Linked DNA regions of Mus musculus: region 2 is linked to region 1. The links are chromatin contacts, called in public HiChIP or PLAC-seq maps. All regions are on one chromosome and are shown on one strand. The core of a region is the stretch at or near the end of the contact, and the rest is flanking DNA. Distances in the headings are between cores, read along the strand shown. Region 1 overlaps Map4k3 (mitogen-activated protein kinase kinase kinase kinase 3). Region 2 has its middle 49 kb from the start of Thumpd2.

Region 1 (7,175 bases), core at 3,224-5,723:
CTCCACCTGAAGAGGATGTAGCATCCATCTCAGGTGATAACAACGCCTAGCAAGTTTCCTGTACGGGAAAGGCTCCCCTTGAGGCTCTCACTGCTGGAGACAGCTCTTAGAAGAAAATGTAATTCATTAACACTAAGCTCAAGTTCTTATTGGACTCAGTAAGGCAAACTAAATAGGATCCGAGTCGAGGCTGGTGGCACAGCCTTGTCATCCCAGTTGTTCAGGAGGCCAAAGCAGAAGGACTGCAGGCTTGAGGCTTGCCTGGGAGATCAAGGCAGCCTGGAACATACGTGGAGACTTGTCTCAATTAAAGAGGTCTATGCACGGCTGCAGAAAACATCTATATCATGAAGTGAAGTGCCACACCCCCCACCTTTGCTGCTGCATGGTACACTTAGAATATTCCTCCTGCATAGTGCCTGTGCCTTTGGACACAGTTCAAAACAGACATGCTGAGTTACAAGTAGGCTGAGCTAGGACATTAATACAAATGCCCTGCACTGCAGTAAGCAATGGTCCTTGCCCTGCAGGGTTGGCATGCATGACTTCCCAGTGACCGTGCTCTTAATGATACCAGCTCCTTACAATGTGGCTCAGACTTTGGTTCCTACAGTATGCTAGCTGTAACTGCACAAAGAACAACCCCATCCCTAATTTTCAGCTCACCAACTGCTATATAAACCACAGGATCCCAACATGACTGTGACTAGAAAGGAGACGCAGAAAGGACTATGGCATCAAAGCATTGTTGCTCTGTGTCATGAAGTCACAGGACAAGGTGAGACTGGGTAGCTACTGCTCAGCAGACTGCTGGATGCTGAGTGGTCTACATTATTTTTCAAAATGAAAATAAAATACACAAATACTAGCTTTACTTCCTATTATTCTTAAATACTACATAATATTATCTATTTCCATATATATATATATATATATATATATATATATATATATATATATATATATATAATTGATACTAAGAGTTAATGTTTTGACAAAAATTTAAAATCTCATGGAAAACTCAAGTATTCCCATGATTATTAAGACTGCGGGATTTCAGCTTACATGGTCTAGGGTCCTTGAACTTACAGTCTTCCTCTTCAGCACCTCCAAGCCCCAAGTGCTGGGATTACAAGCATGTACCCAACCCTGGCCTAGAGGCTACAGCCTCTCTACCCTGCATATGTAGGACTAATTAAATGTATAAAGCCAAGTTTCCTAAAATTACACAAAATAACTGAAACCAATTTTCTCCCAAGTATTAGATCAAATATACTTCACACTTAACTTTCATACTTCCAACTCCCTTTCAAAACTTATTAAGAAGAGAGAGCCTATTATTAGTGTATGAACATGGTGACCTAGGACAAGGGTGAATTGACAAAGGCTGTCCCCGAGGACAATCTGACATCTACCTGTTTAGAGAATTCTTTTCCTTCCATGGCCTTTCAAGTCACAACTCACCATTGTGAGTTCCTTGCAGTCAGACTGAAGGCAGGAAGAGAACTTGGCTGTGCCACATATACTGAGTTGGGATCAGGCACACAGCTTTCTTAAGCTGACAGAGATGGGTTTCCACTAATACCAGTGTTCCTGTCATGTCAGGGTAACTTTATATCTGCATACATGCTGGCTTGTTTTTATTTCCACAGGAGAGAATCATGGTTTTAGTTGCTAACACATCAATTCTATCTTAGCCAACTCCCAGTATCTTATGAAGTCTGGTACACGGGTTCTTTCAGGAAGGCTAGGGCATGCGTTGCTTCTCATCTGATGACTAAGCAGCCTACATGGCCACTCTGAAGTGACTAGTGACTTTATATGCATTAAATGCCTACATGGCCACTCTGAAGTGACTAGTGACTTTATATGTATTAAATGCCTACATGACCACTCTGAACTAACTAGTGACTTTATATGTATTAAATGCCTACATGGCCACTCTGAAGTGACTAGTGACTTTATATGTATTAAATGCCTACATGGCCACTCTGAACTAACTAGTGACTTTATATGTATTAAATCAGCTTGCCTTTGCCTTCTTCCACAAATGTCATCAAGTGACCAATATGACTTCCCAGGACGAAGAATTGGTCACCCTCACAAAATAATAGTTTGTTTAAGCTAGATCAAAAAGATGATTCTTTTATTCTCACACACACTCACACACACACACACACGCACACACACGCACACACACACAGAGTTACGTGTACTAGTTAGTGAAAACAATTCCTACCTCTGGGTCATCATCATCAAAATCGTGGTATGTGGAATGGTCTGGATTATTCACTTTGTCCAGCAACTCGATTGCCAAAGACCGTGTCAGAGGCTGTGTGACAAAGGGATGCTAGAAAACACACAGAACACTTTAGACATTGGTTAAACATCTGACCTTGTGAAAGAAAATGAATGTTTCAGGGTAAAACAATACCTGTAACAGCTTTTCTGCATTGGGTCTTTTCTTTGGATTTTTGGTAAGAGCCATCTTCACAAAATGATGGAAACTATTTGACCTAAGAAAGGATGAAATTAAACTCCTGCATTTTAACTTCCGTTTTGCTCACATTGCTATGAAAGTCAATAAACAGTTACTTACCACTTCAACTTATCTTTTAGTTTAGGAGGCTGGAAATTGCTTTTTGTCATTAGAAACAATGCCCTGAAAAACACATAAAACGTTTTGCACAGAGTTAACACCTCCCATTCATTCTCAGGACAGGAAGGAACACATTCCTATAGACTCCCAGCAAGGGTAAAGCCGACCCACCACACACTAAATAAGCTTTAGTCAGCGTGGGCTTGCCGTAGGCACACTGACCTCATCGGGTGAAGGTCAAACATGGGTGGCTGGAGCTCCGCCAGCTCGATGGCAGTGATGCCCACCGCCCAGAGGTCACACAGTTGATTGTACCCGCCTTTCCTCTCAACAGCCGCGACTTCTGGGGCCATCCTGCAGGAAATAAGCCAGGACACACAAACCTCGTGTTTAGTGTGCTTTCCTGTGCGCACCTTACCAGAGGCACAGACTCACTAACAGCTACATTGAATTCTGTTTAGTCCTTTGATGTCTGAAAATAGATCTACCATATTTAACAGACCCACTTTCCTCAAATTCTTGATGTCTCCTGGAAGACGCCTCAGCCTCCCCAGTGACGGCTTCATCAGTTGGCTACACTACAAAGTTTATGAAAAGTTACCAGGATGACAGTGTCTGACCCAGAGTTGTTCTCATCTGGAAGACTTCCCCAAAATTCCATAAAGGAGAGAACCTTTGTAACCAATGGTCGTAACTGTTTCATCCGATGCCTATAGCTCTACCCTGCAGCCTAGCCACTGCTCTCAGTCACCATTTCTTGGGGCACCAAGAATTTTCACATTTTGCATTTAGTTTATATTTACTATAAGCTTTTGAATGCTTTTAATTAAAAAGTTTACATTACAATAATGGAAAAGTTATCAAAACGCGTGCCTCTTTTTAAAAATATTTTGTTCAGAGAGAAATTACAAATTTGATAACGTTTTAATTCCTTTTAACTTTGCTACTGTTTAAGTCTAATGACTTGTTTAAATGATCAGTTTTCAAATACACAAACTTTGAAATCCCAAACCAGTTTTGGAAACAACTGAGATAAACATGGAACTCTTCCAGTTCCAAAGAGCATCGAGTGGACGCCTTACACACGCACGACCGCAGGGGAGTCGGCTCAGTTACAATAAAACTAAAAAACCGGCAACTTTCAAAACACTTGCTCTTAAAAGCAATTTGATCTCAAAATCTCCCTCCTGGAAATTCAAATCATGGCAAGGACAGTAATGTAAAGAGTGCTGGGGCTTAACTACAGGCAGCTTGACCATGGCTACAGGAGAGGGGAGCCTAGAGGGCGGGCAGCACTCAGCCCCTGACCTCAGAGAGCACAGCCCTCTCCCAGCACAGCCTGCCAGCCAGTGTCACAGCAGCCAAAGTGCGGGTGGTGCTTCTCCTTCCACTAAGTCACCTGTGCCCGCTCACCTACGAGCCATGTGTCAGGTGTGCTGGCTACTGCGCGGGCACGTGCACACACACACACACACACACACACACACACACACACACACACACACACAATGAATCCAACGAACACCCTTATTACAAAGGTAAGAAGACTAAGCTATGACCAAAATGAAAGTGAGTTTTAGAAAACTGTTCAAGACAAGTTTATAAAGACAACCAAATGCCTTCAACAAAGGCAAGAGCACAAGTGTCACAAAGAACTGTGACAGCTCCACAAGCTGGGACCCCATACGCAGGACCAGGACGTCTGGGGAAGGGGCAGCAGAGCCACAGGAGTCCCCAGAGGGAGGGCGGGAACAGAAAATGTTCCCGATGGCGGCGGTCTGTTTTATCTTGATGTTCATCCATCACAGAACTGTACACTGGAAAGTGTGACCAGCTCAAAGGGAGGGAAGGCCTTGGCCCTCCACCAAAGGCTGCTGAGTAAGGGCCAGCTCCACCACCACACAGGAGATGTCCAAGGGCACACTTACCACTAACTCTCAGTTCTCCTGCCTCAGCAGGCTTTCCTGACTAATTCTTAATCACTTTGCAAGGGAGATTCTGTATTCTTAGATAAAGGTGGGAAAGGCATTGTGCTAGACAGAGACAGAGAAGGACTGTTACCCAACCTCGCCTAAGCACAGCTCCACAAGCTCTAAGGTATTCACCACTTTACAGCCGAATGGAAAGATCAGTCCTCATGCGCAAACAGTAGCCAGGCATGTGCACAGAATCAGGTGAGACTCCTGAGACGTGGGTGTTCTTCTAGATGCTTAAAGACACACTGGACAGAGAGTACTTGGAAAGAGTAATGCATTGTCTTCAAATCCTAGCTCTTCCTTCTCTAAGAGCAAACCATAAGTGAAAAGCAGAATAAGGAGAAACATACACACATACCCTTTGAGGTCCTAGGAGACACACCTTACCTAGAGATACAGAGACTAAAAGGGAGTATGAAATCACACAGCAAGATGAGGGAATCCAAGGAGGCAGACGATGAGAACTCACAGCTGATTAGCCTCAGAGACTCCACCCACATGCTGTAGAGTTACAAACTAACAAAATCAGGTTGAGGCTGGCTGAGGATAGGAAAGGCATTGAAGTGTCAATAATTAATCCCAGACTCCTGCTGTCACCGTCTGAGCCCCAGAAATCAGTCCTTGTATGCACAGCACAAGTAGGAATATGACGGGATCACTCAGGAATTGTGCAGGTCTGTGAACAGAACACTGCCTGTCCACTTTGGGAACATTAACCACCAGGCCCATACCTCGCCTTTACCGTACACTGTGATGTGAGTCTGCTTTGCTTTCATATTCTGAGACAGGCTCAATTCGCTCCAGGCTGTCCTCAACCTCTCAGGCTCCAATGAGTCTCCTGCCTCAGTCTCCCCCAAACTGGGACTGTAGGGATATATACCATCCCCAGTTCTAGAACTGGCTTATAGCATCTTGCTCTTTGGTATGAACTAACATACAATGATTTTTAAACTTTCGATGGAAGCCTCCATCGTGCAAGTATGAACCTAAAATGCTGAGAAATTCCCACAGAAACATGAGGGTTTTTTTTTTTTGTCTCTCTCAACTCTGAAACACTGGCAGACCTGCAATTTGCTCTGTAGACAGACCACCAGGCTAGCCTTGGACTCGCAGAGATTCACCTTAATCTTGAACATAGCATATTTTCTTTAAGTGGGAGAGTTAGTTTGGAGTGGGTCATGCCTTTTATCCCAATACTTGGGAAGCTGAGGCAGGCAGATCTCTGTGAGTTCAAGGCCAGCCTGGTTTCAGTCAGTTTCAGGACAGCCAGATCTTCATAATGAAATCCAACCTCAAAGAAAAACAAACAAAAACAAACTTCCAAAAAAATGAAGTGGGAGAAAAAGAGAAAACTTGTGGGTTGATTCAAGTGGCCTGAGGCATGACTTTAGACATCCCAGAGAGAGCAGGAAGAAATGCAGCAGAGAGACAACCATGTCAACACCAGAGAAATACCTCCCAGGAGGACCGTCTAGAATGGGAAAGGTGTTCGTCTCTGAAATAAACACCAAATGACAAGCATGAACGAATGAAGGTCAAAACCAAACACAATATCTAGGATATGGAAACACCAGGAACCATCACGGAATATGAAAATATGAGGTGTCACCATGGGAGGAGGGGTGCACTACATTACATCATGATGGCTTCACATGGCATCACAGAAGCCCACGGACAAATGCCTCAAATATTCTAACCTAGCGCTTTAAACCCAGTCAAATGTGAAGCCAGAAATACAAAGTCCTAAAGCTCTTACACCCATACACCATTTACGGAAAGAGACTAAAACATAATTCAAAGCAGGTCAAAGAAGAAGACTTAGAATATAAGAAAGGAGCTCCCAGGGATCACACCCGGAAGCAAAGCACGGCCATGTAGCTCAATTGTAGAGTGCTGGCCGGGCATGCAGTTAAGTTCCTGTGTGCGCACGCACATACAGCACTAGTAACTTGGCAGGCTTTACAGGCATAGAAAATCATACAGGCACATCTTACAGAATTGGGCAATGTGAGGAGGAATGGGATGTCTTACAGGAGATTAAGAGAAGATATAAGCAATTTAAAAACAAGAGGACTCAGGAAAACAGTGAAGAGTGATGGCAGACTACTAACTGATTCAGCAAGAACACTGCAAGAACAAGACAACTGCAAGACAAATGAATGAGCTGGAATCTTCAACTCTTACAACAAAGTCTACAAATAATGGCCAGCAAAAGACAGAGCTGTTTTAGCTCTAGTTGCCTTTAAAAAATTGTATAAGAAATGATATTTATCATGCTCCCTGCTTAGAACAACACAAAACCCCAGTAGCACCGTTGTGTACTGAGGAGTCAGACTAGAGATGTCTGGGGAGGGTAGCCCTGAGCTGAAGGTGTGGTCAAGACTCCAGGGCATTAAACCCAAAGCAGCGCTGCTCCTGCCTACCATGCAGCCAGTGAGGCCACCAGCACACAGTGGCCAAAATGAAGGCATAAACAATGAATGCTAGGATGGTTTTTCTGTGACAGGAAAAACTACCTAGAAGACAGGTATGGCCAGAAAGGAAAGTCTGTGGATCAGACTTCCAGAAAGAAGGTAAAGAATTGAACTGAGGCTTGGCGT
Region 2 (7,175 bases), core at 1,810-4,309, 370 kb after region 1:
GCTCAGAAGCCCACTTCTCACAGAAGTCAAGATTTCTGTGATTGCTTTAAGAGCAAGGCAACAGCAGCAAAATGGCCCTGGGCCTGAGTACAAAAGAAGCTGCCTCCACGTTATAGAACAAAGATGAATGCGGTTCTAGAACGAGAGACCGGTGCTGTGTGCATGCTCCTTAACCCGTGGGGTCAGCCACACGTCGAATCTATATTAAGTGCACAGTGTGTGCCAGAGACTGCCTTCAGTGCAAATGGCAGACAATGAGCAAACAAAGCTGCTGTCCTCATCCCAGTCTGCGACAGCATAAAGGCAGACAATAGTTGGTCCTGTCCTGTGTCGTGGAGATGTATGTTGTGAACTCAAGGTGGCCAGGAGACTCAACAATAGCAGGCTGCCCTTCTTGGACAGAGAAGCTATAGATGGCTTCTCTTAAAAGGAGACACTTAAGGAGAGAGCCCAAGCAAGGCAGGTAGCTGGAGAAGTAAGGACAGAGGACCCGGGGCCAATAGAGGCAGAATAAACAGAAGGCTGTTTGGAGAGAAACAAGAGCAGGAGGAACTTTGGGCTTCATTCTTAGTTAAATACAGTCATTGGAAGATGTTGGGCAGAAAAGTAATATAATCTGACTTACAGCAAAACAAAGACCTCTTGGTTCAGTAATAAGTTCTTGTGTCCATGTTTTACTCCCCGCAAGCTGGTACTGGGCTTATCCCATGATGAATAGGCAAACTCTTTCAAGGCAAAATCCATCTCAAACGGTGGAGAGGGATGGAGAGGGATGGAGAGCAGGAGTCATGAAAGGACAACTAGGAGGGTGTAGAAGGTAAGTGGGGGCAGGGGGAGGGACTCTTCTCACTTATGCCATCCTTCATCCTGCAGAAGGGAGTGACCGAGAGGTGAATTGATGGAGACTGACAATATTAAATCATTGTGGCAGGTGGAGGGCAAGATTACACTTCAGCTCGCTTTGTTCCACTTAACATAATAAATGTATGGGCTTTAACCAAAAGCTAATGTTGAGCTCTTCAGGAATGCAGGGGTCTTTCTGGTTGTTACCCTATCACTTCCTCAGTGTTTGCCTGGACTCTGTTCATCCTCTCTGTGTCAAGGTTTAATGGACAGGCTTCAGCCAATCCTTTCCCTTGGTTATGAATATTCCTCTTCATCACAAACCAGCCATCAGTCTGGCTATCTTTTGAACAATCATGGCAGTGACTCAGGAAAGGCCATTTTACCCAGCGTCTGATGCCAAGCTGGTACTCCATAAATGCCTCGTGGCTGGCTGGAGGAAGGAAGGAATAAGAGATTTGAAAGAGCAACACACTTTCACAAAGCAAAATGTACGGACACATGAAAACACCCACTTGATATGTCTTAATTAGCAGGGTCTCTCTGTCAAGACTCTGCATCTTACACATTTAGTCCAAAGCTGTCCATGCATAGCTCCCTGAACAGTCATATTTATCTAATATTGACGAGAACAGTTGCTCTTGAAGTGCAGTTTATTTGGAATCCTTAATGGGCTTTGGGTTACACTGAAAGTCCACGTCTCCCCTGACAGCTGTCTGTTTCCAGTGTGACTTTTTGAGTGTCTCTTTTCCATTCTCAGACCCACAAGCATTTATTTGTTTACTTCCAATAAGAGCTAGCTGAATCTAGTATGCGCGACAGTAGGTGCTCTTGTGTATGTGGGCATAACCCTGAACCATGTGCTGGTGAAGGGGGAAAAAAACTTTAGAAACTATTACACCTACACCATCAGTTGGGGGGTGGGGGGATTCAGAAAACTTCAGAACTGTGTGCATTTTCTCTTTTTTTTCTTTCTAAATTTTTTATTGGTTATTTTATTTATTTACATTTCAAATGTTATTCCCCTTCCAGGTTTCCCCTCTTCAAACCCTCTATCCCATCCTTCCGTCCTCCCTGCCTCTATGAGGGTGATCCCCCACCCATTGCCTCCTTCTGCCTCACATTAGCATTCCTCTACGCTGGGGCATCAAGCCTTCACAGGACCAAGGGCCTCTCCTCCCATTGTTGCCAGATAAGGCCATCCTCTGCTACATATGAAGCTGGAGCCATGAGTATTCTTTGGTTGTTGGTTTAGTCCCTGGGAGCTCTGGGGGGGGGGGGTCTGGTTGGTTGATATTATTGTTCTTCCTATGGGTTGCAAACCCCTTCAGCTCCTTCAGTCCTTCCCCTAATTCTCCCATTGGGGACTCCGTGCTCAGTCTAATGGTTGGCTACAAACATCCACATCTGTATTGGTAAGTTTCTTCTATAGAATAGAGGTTGAAAAGACTGGCATTCTGCCTTTGGGGGTGGCAAGTACCCCCCAGTGCTGGAAAATGCCCTGGTAACCTGAAAATATGATGATTTGCTAATTCAGTGTGTTCTTTGGAATTGACGTCCATTCTTACTTTATCCTTAAGATTTTTCCAAGTACCCACTGTTCCCACATAATGTAACATAGTTATTTTTCCTCCACACAAGAACCCATCCCACCCTCTGTTCTATGACAAGGGTCATGGACACTCACATTTCAAGAACATTATTTCTGCGCAGTTTCAATTTTCCCTCTATATTACATCCTGTGGATAGTGGATTAGACTGTGACGTTTAAATCTTAAAAACAGCGGAAGGAGTGAAAGGATGTGCTATCGGACTAGTGGTCGGTATGAGCTGGTGGGTAGGCACCCTCTTCTCTTGTCCGTTGGGTGGAAGAACTCATCACAGTTGCTTCTGCTCGACAGTGTATCCTGGATTAACTTTCCCTCTTTCCCCATTCACTCCTTCTGGGCTTCCACCCCCAAATAAATCACCCACAAGGCAGTCTTAGGCTCAGCTCTGATCTTGCCGTGTGGGAATGGAGGCTGACACTTGCATGCTAGACAGACATACCTGTCCCTGAGCACTGAAAAGCATTCCAGCCCACACAGCTAACGTCCTTTGTGTTTCTTTATCCGTAGGAATGATGAATCCAAAACAATCGATATCTCCTTATCCAGTAGCTTCATTGTTGTGTCTCCTGGCAGGAAATCCTCTTTCAGAACAGTTACGTAAAGGACAGGGTTGTTCTGCGAATGACTCTGGCTGCTCGCAGTGAATTATTAGTATCTGGGAACTTGAGGGAGGGAATCACTTTCTCCAGAAAGAGGGGCTGTCTTCATTTAAACTCAGATTCCCACAAAACCGATGCTTACTTTCTGCTTTTTATCCCTACCTAGGAAGAGGCTGTAATGTATCATGTGACCCCAGGGTCAGTAGATCTAGATACATAGACACAGAGAAACTGGGTTCCCAGACAATTTCTGGAAAGGTACAGAAGACTAAATTCAGATATCTGGCACAGAGAAGCTTGTGTGTTTTCCCATAGGAAAGGCTCCTTTATCACAGTTGTCGGATAAAGCAGGCCCCAGGCTGCGGTGGCCCGGGTGGGGAGGATGCTGACGGTTATTTGCTGTGATATAATGGATCTTTTTATGAGAGGATGAGATCAAGAGATTCTGTGGAATATGTCCTGACTCTTCATGAGATGGGTGACAGTCCTGGAATAAGAGGTCTTCAGACCACAAAGCCAGGACAACCAGACACTCCAGTGGTGAGATACAGATGTTTCAGTAGGGTAGTTAGGAGTGCTATGGTGGAGTCTTCTCACTTTCAGCTCTGGACTCCTTATCCTGACTATGGGAGAAGCAGCGCCATCTATTGGTCATTGATTCATAGAACACGCAGCATGCCACAGGCTGGTATCCTCATGCTTGACTACATTGCTCTCTAGAGGGAACAACAACATGACTTTTAACAGACCAAGCCTTGAAAGCACAAGGGAAGGTGTGGTGTGTGTGTGTATGTGTGTGTGTGTGTGTGTGTGTGTGTGTGTTGCTTCCTGTGGAGATGGGTGAAGGAGGGGAGGGAAGATTAGAGATGGGGAGGGAGGAATGCATGTGACAAAGTACAAGGATATGTTTGCATGAAGTGTCACAATGAAACCTTCCTTCTGCTTCTATATTTATCTTTGTAGCAATTACATGCTTCCTTTTGCTAGACGATGTCATTCCAAGTGACTTTTTAGGTTTCAATGTAGTAGCCTGGTGGGGATTTCACACGCCTTTGATCCCAGCAATCTAAGGCAGGCAGATCTCTGTGAGTTCAAGGCTAGCCTCGTCTACATATTAAGTTTTAGGACAGCCAGGGCTACACAGAGAAACCCTGTCTTGAACTTTGCCCCTCCCCCCACCAAAAGTTTCAGTATAGTAGAAGTGGACCCCCTGTCCCTTTACCACGTGCCTGGTATTCATCACTCTGGGCCAGCCCTCTGCCAACGTTGGAGCTATAGCGTCAGCTGATGAATGGCCTTTTTGAGGAAAGAAAAGGCACCTCCGGTGGATCTGAAAGTCTTTTATTCAAGATACGGCATCTTCCTTTATTGATAGAACGTTATCGTACACGACATGTATATAAGATAGGGGCTAGTGCTGAGCTAAAAGAAAACCAGGAGAAGCTTGGATGCGAGCGCCCACCCCTCCGCCAGAAGATGAGGAAGCACGGTAGGAAGGGCTTAAAGAGGAAAAGCAAAAGACAATAAAGCCAGCGTTCCCCGACGGACGCTCAGCCTCCCTGGAATGGTCTCTGCTGGTAGAGCTTTTGAAAGGACTGGCAGAAATAATGTCTGCTTCAGGTGACAGGATACAAACAAGGAGTCCTATGGGGTGTCTGTCATTTTGTCACCCTCCCCCGCAGCCCCGAGCTTCTTGGTGAGAAGCCCCATAATGTATGGAAATACACAACTGTGAATAAGGTAGTTCTCTGTGCACACAGAGTGTGTTGATTGATGGAGGCTCTATAAACAGAAGAAATGGTTTTTTTCCAGCAAAGTATTGCCCAAGGGTCTCTCATGGAACCCCCTTTTCCCCTTACTGTGTTACAAGTCTCACAGATGGCTACTACTACTAAAATTTAATTGGAACTGGCAGTAGCCACTTCAGTCTGGTGAGAAGTCATTGTTGCTCTAATGAATTGCTTCCATCCCTGCCCATTTGAGGTCCTGAGCAAGAACCAAGGAGGCCGGGGAAAGGAACAGACTGACATCTAGAGGGCACAGGGAAGATGAGCTCCTACTTGATACAGAGCCCTCTGTATCAAGTAGGAGTGGGGCCTCTGAGGTCATTCCAGTGGGGGTACTGATGTTCTCCTGCCATGGCACTGTGAGAGACTCACACATATTCCTCTTCTCTCCATATCTTCTATATAGGTAGTCTCCACCGTGACACGGCAAGAACATGCCTTTCAGAACATCTCGACTTTGAGCAAAGTATGCCTTGGTAGTAGTGCATAGTGCACAGCTCCAAGTTTGGATCCCTAGGAAGACTTTCCCACATCCCCTCACTAGGAGTGGGGTTCAAATGCCCCTGCAGGTACCAGAAAAGCCTGCAGAGTTACCTTTAAGCCAGATTTCACTTGCTGATGTTTTCAAGCTTCCTGTAGCTAATTCCTTGGGAGACTATGAGAGAGAGGGTGTCCAGTAGTGGCGGTGTGGTGGGAGGCATCTAGCCAGGACACAATGCAGAGTTCCTTTCCCTGCAGTCCCATGGAGCTCTGCACTGAGAAATGAGGTGCCGCTTGGTAGGACAAATCACTCCCAGTTCCAGACATGCATTGCAGGTAAGATGGTTACATAGTGTCTGAAGTCAAGACCAGGTAGCAAACAAGGGGTTGTTCCCCAAAGCAGAATAATTACTTGTAGGCTAGAGCTTGGCATCGCTCTAGAGGTTAAGAGGCTGCAGCTGTGCTGGCTCCCATTGGGATCTGCCACAGATGTTCTGGGCACGGTTAGATCTCTCAGGTCATAAGGACATTAATGTGGAGCTGCTGACAGCGAGGCCCGAACCAGCTGGAGACTCTCTTACCAGGCTTCCAGGAAATGAGAGCGGCAACCCCAGAGGTGACATGGGGTGCCTTCAGATGCCAAAGAGCTGCAGTGAACATCTGCGCCTCCCTTTCTGGTGGTACTGATGCCTCCAGCTTTTGGACTGAAATGGCCTCACTGCTGGTAGCTATTTTGGTAGGTATGGAAGCATAAGGCATGTGGCCTTGGCCCTTGTTAGTAGACAGCCCTCCTTCACGGGTCAAAGAGAGGGTCCCGTGATTGCCTTTTGTAAGTTTCCATTTCATTTTCACTGAGAAAAGTGAAGTAGAGAGAGAGACTTTCCACACTGTACATTTGCCATGTCCGCTCACTGTCGAGCGTCTGCCTCACACTACAATGGACTCAGTCGCTTGTCTCTATAATGGGCACTCTCTTACTGCCAAGGAGGGGGTGGTGCCATTAAAGTGTTTTCTAATAAGTTATCTCCCCTGTGGCATATTAACATTCTGTGTTATTGATTATGAACACCAGAATATCAAACTCGAGAACAATGAGGAGACTGAGCAAGCCACAGGTAAACAAAGTTATCACCTTGGCCATATTTCCTCTGTGCAGCTCAGTGGCTCCATGCTCAAGGTGTCATGGAGACCTTGTCCTCTTCCTGGAAAACGAAAGCCCTTTATTTACTAATGTATTATTCATTGGGAGTGTGAATATCTTTATTTGAATATGTATGGCATGGGCATGCATGGGGCTGTGAAAGGCAGTCTGCTTTCTGGTCGAGCTAGGTTTAAGCCCCGGAGACCCTGCAAGGGACGGAAGGAAGTTTGCCATAGGATCCCAGACACTAGGCGCCATAATTCAGTGGCCTTCAGTCATGTAGGCTGTCAGGACTCCACCCCCACAGTTACCAGCCAGGTAGCAACAGCCACGTAGGCCCAGCCCACTATAAAAGGAACCGCTTTCCTCCTCCTCCCTCACTGTCTCTGTCTCTCTCTCTCTTGCCCTCTTGCTCCCCCGCCTCTCTGCCTTCCCTTCCCCCCTCTCTCCATGTGGCCATGGCCAGTCCCTACTTCTCTACTCTTCTCCCTTTCTACAATAAACGCCTTAAAACCATGGACTGCCTCTTCTCATCAGGATCTGCCTTGATGGAGGAATGGAGCAGGTCTTCTCCTATAGAGCCTCACATCTAACCTCCCACCAGGAAGCTGCCCTGCTGCCAGCCAACCCATGGGACCCAGCCGGAGCGCTCTCCTGCCCTTTTCCCTTTGGCCCTGGGCCAGAGCCTGCGGGCCCCCACTCTGTTCTCAGCTCT

What was found. HiChIP or PLAC-seq counts read pairs in DNA pulled down with a chosen protein or histone mark.
Region 2: a contact with region 1 is called in an H3K27ac HiChIP or PLAC-seq map of extraembryonic endoderm stem cells, with 5 times the contacts expected there. The contact joins two enhancer-like sites. A contact is called at or near these places in 1 of 15 datasets of contacts at CTCF or cohesin (the NIH/3T3 cell line), 3 of 484 Hi-C or Micro-C datasets (bone marrow-derived macrophages, epidermal suprabasal cells and reprogramming fibroblasts), 2 of 115 datasets of contacts at active chromatin or transcription factors (embryonic stem cells and extraembryonic endoderm stem cells) and 1 of 9 other capture datasets (embryonic stem cells).

Annotation. Positions count from the first base shown.
Region 1 is chr17:80,641,893-80,649,067 of GRCm38.p6, forward strand. It overlaps Map4k3 (mitogen-activated protein kinase kinase kinase kinase 3), which reads right to left. Exons shown (of 34, transcript NM_001290345.1): 9 at 2,822-2,953; 10 at 2,600-2,662; 11 at 2,435-2,516; 12 at 2,240-2,350. Among named protein-coding and RNA genes, the nearest start is that of Cdkl4, 68 kb to the left of the region's middle. Within about 2 kb of position 4,474, at least 12 of the 459 cell types and tissues checked have an H3K27ac peak or open chromatin away from gene starts, as enhancers often do. A contact at or near this core is called in extraembryonic endoderm stem cells, where this site is marked.
Region 2 is chr17:81,012,297-81,019,471 of GRCm38.p6, forward strand. No RefSeq gene overlaps it. Among named protein-coding and RNA genes, the nearest start is that of Thumpd2, 49 kb to the right of the region's middle. Within about 2 kb of position 3,060, at least 9 of the 459 cell types and tissues checked have an H3K27ac peak or open chromatin away from gene starts, as enhancers often do. A contact at or near this core is called in extraembryonic endoderm stem cells, where this site is marked.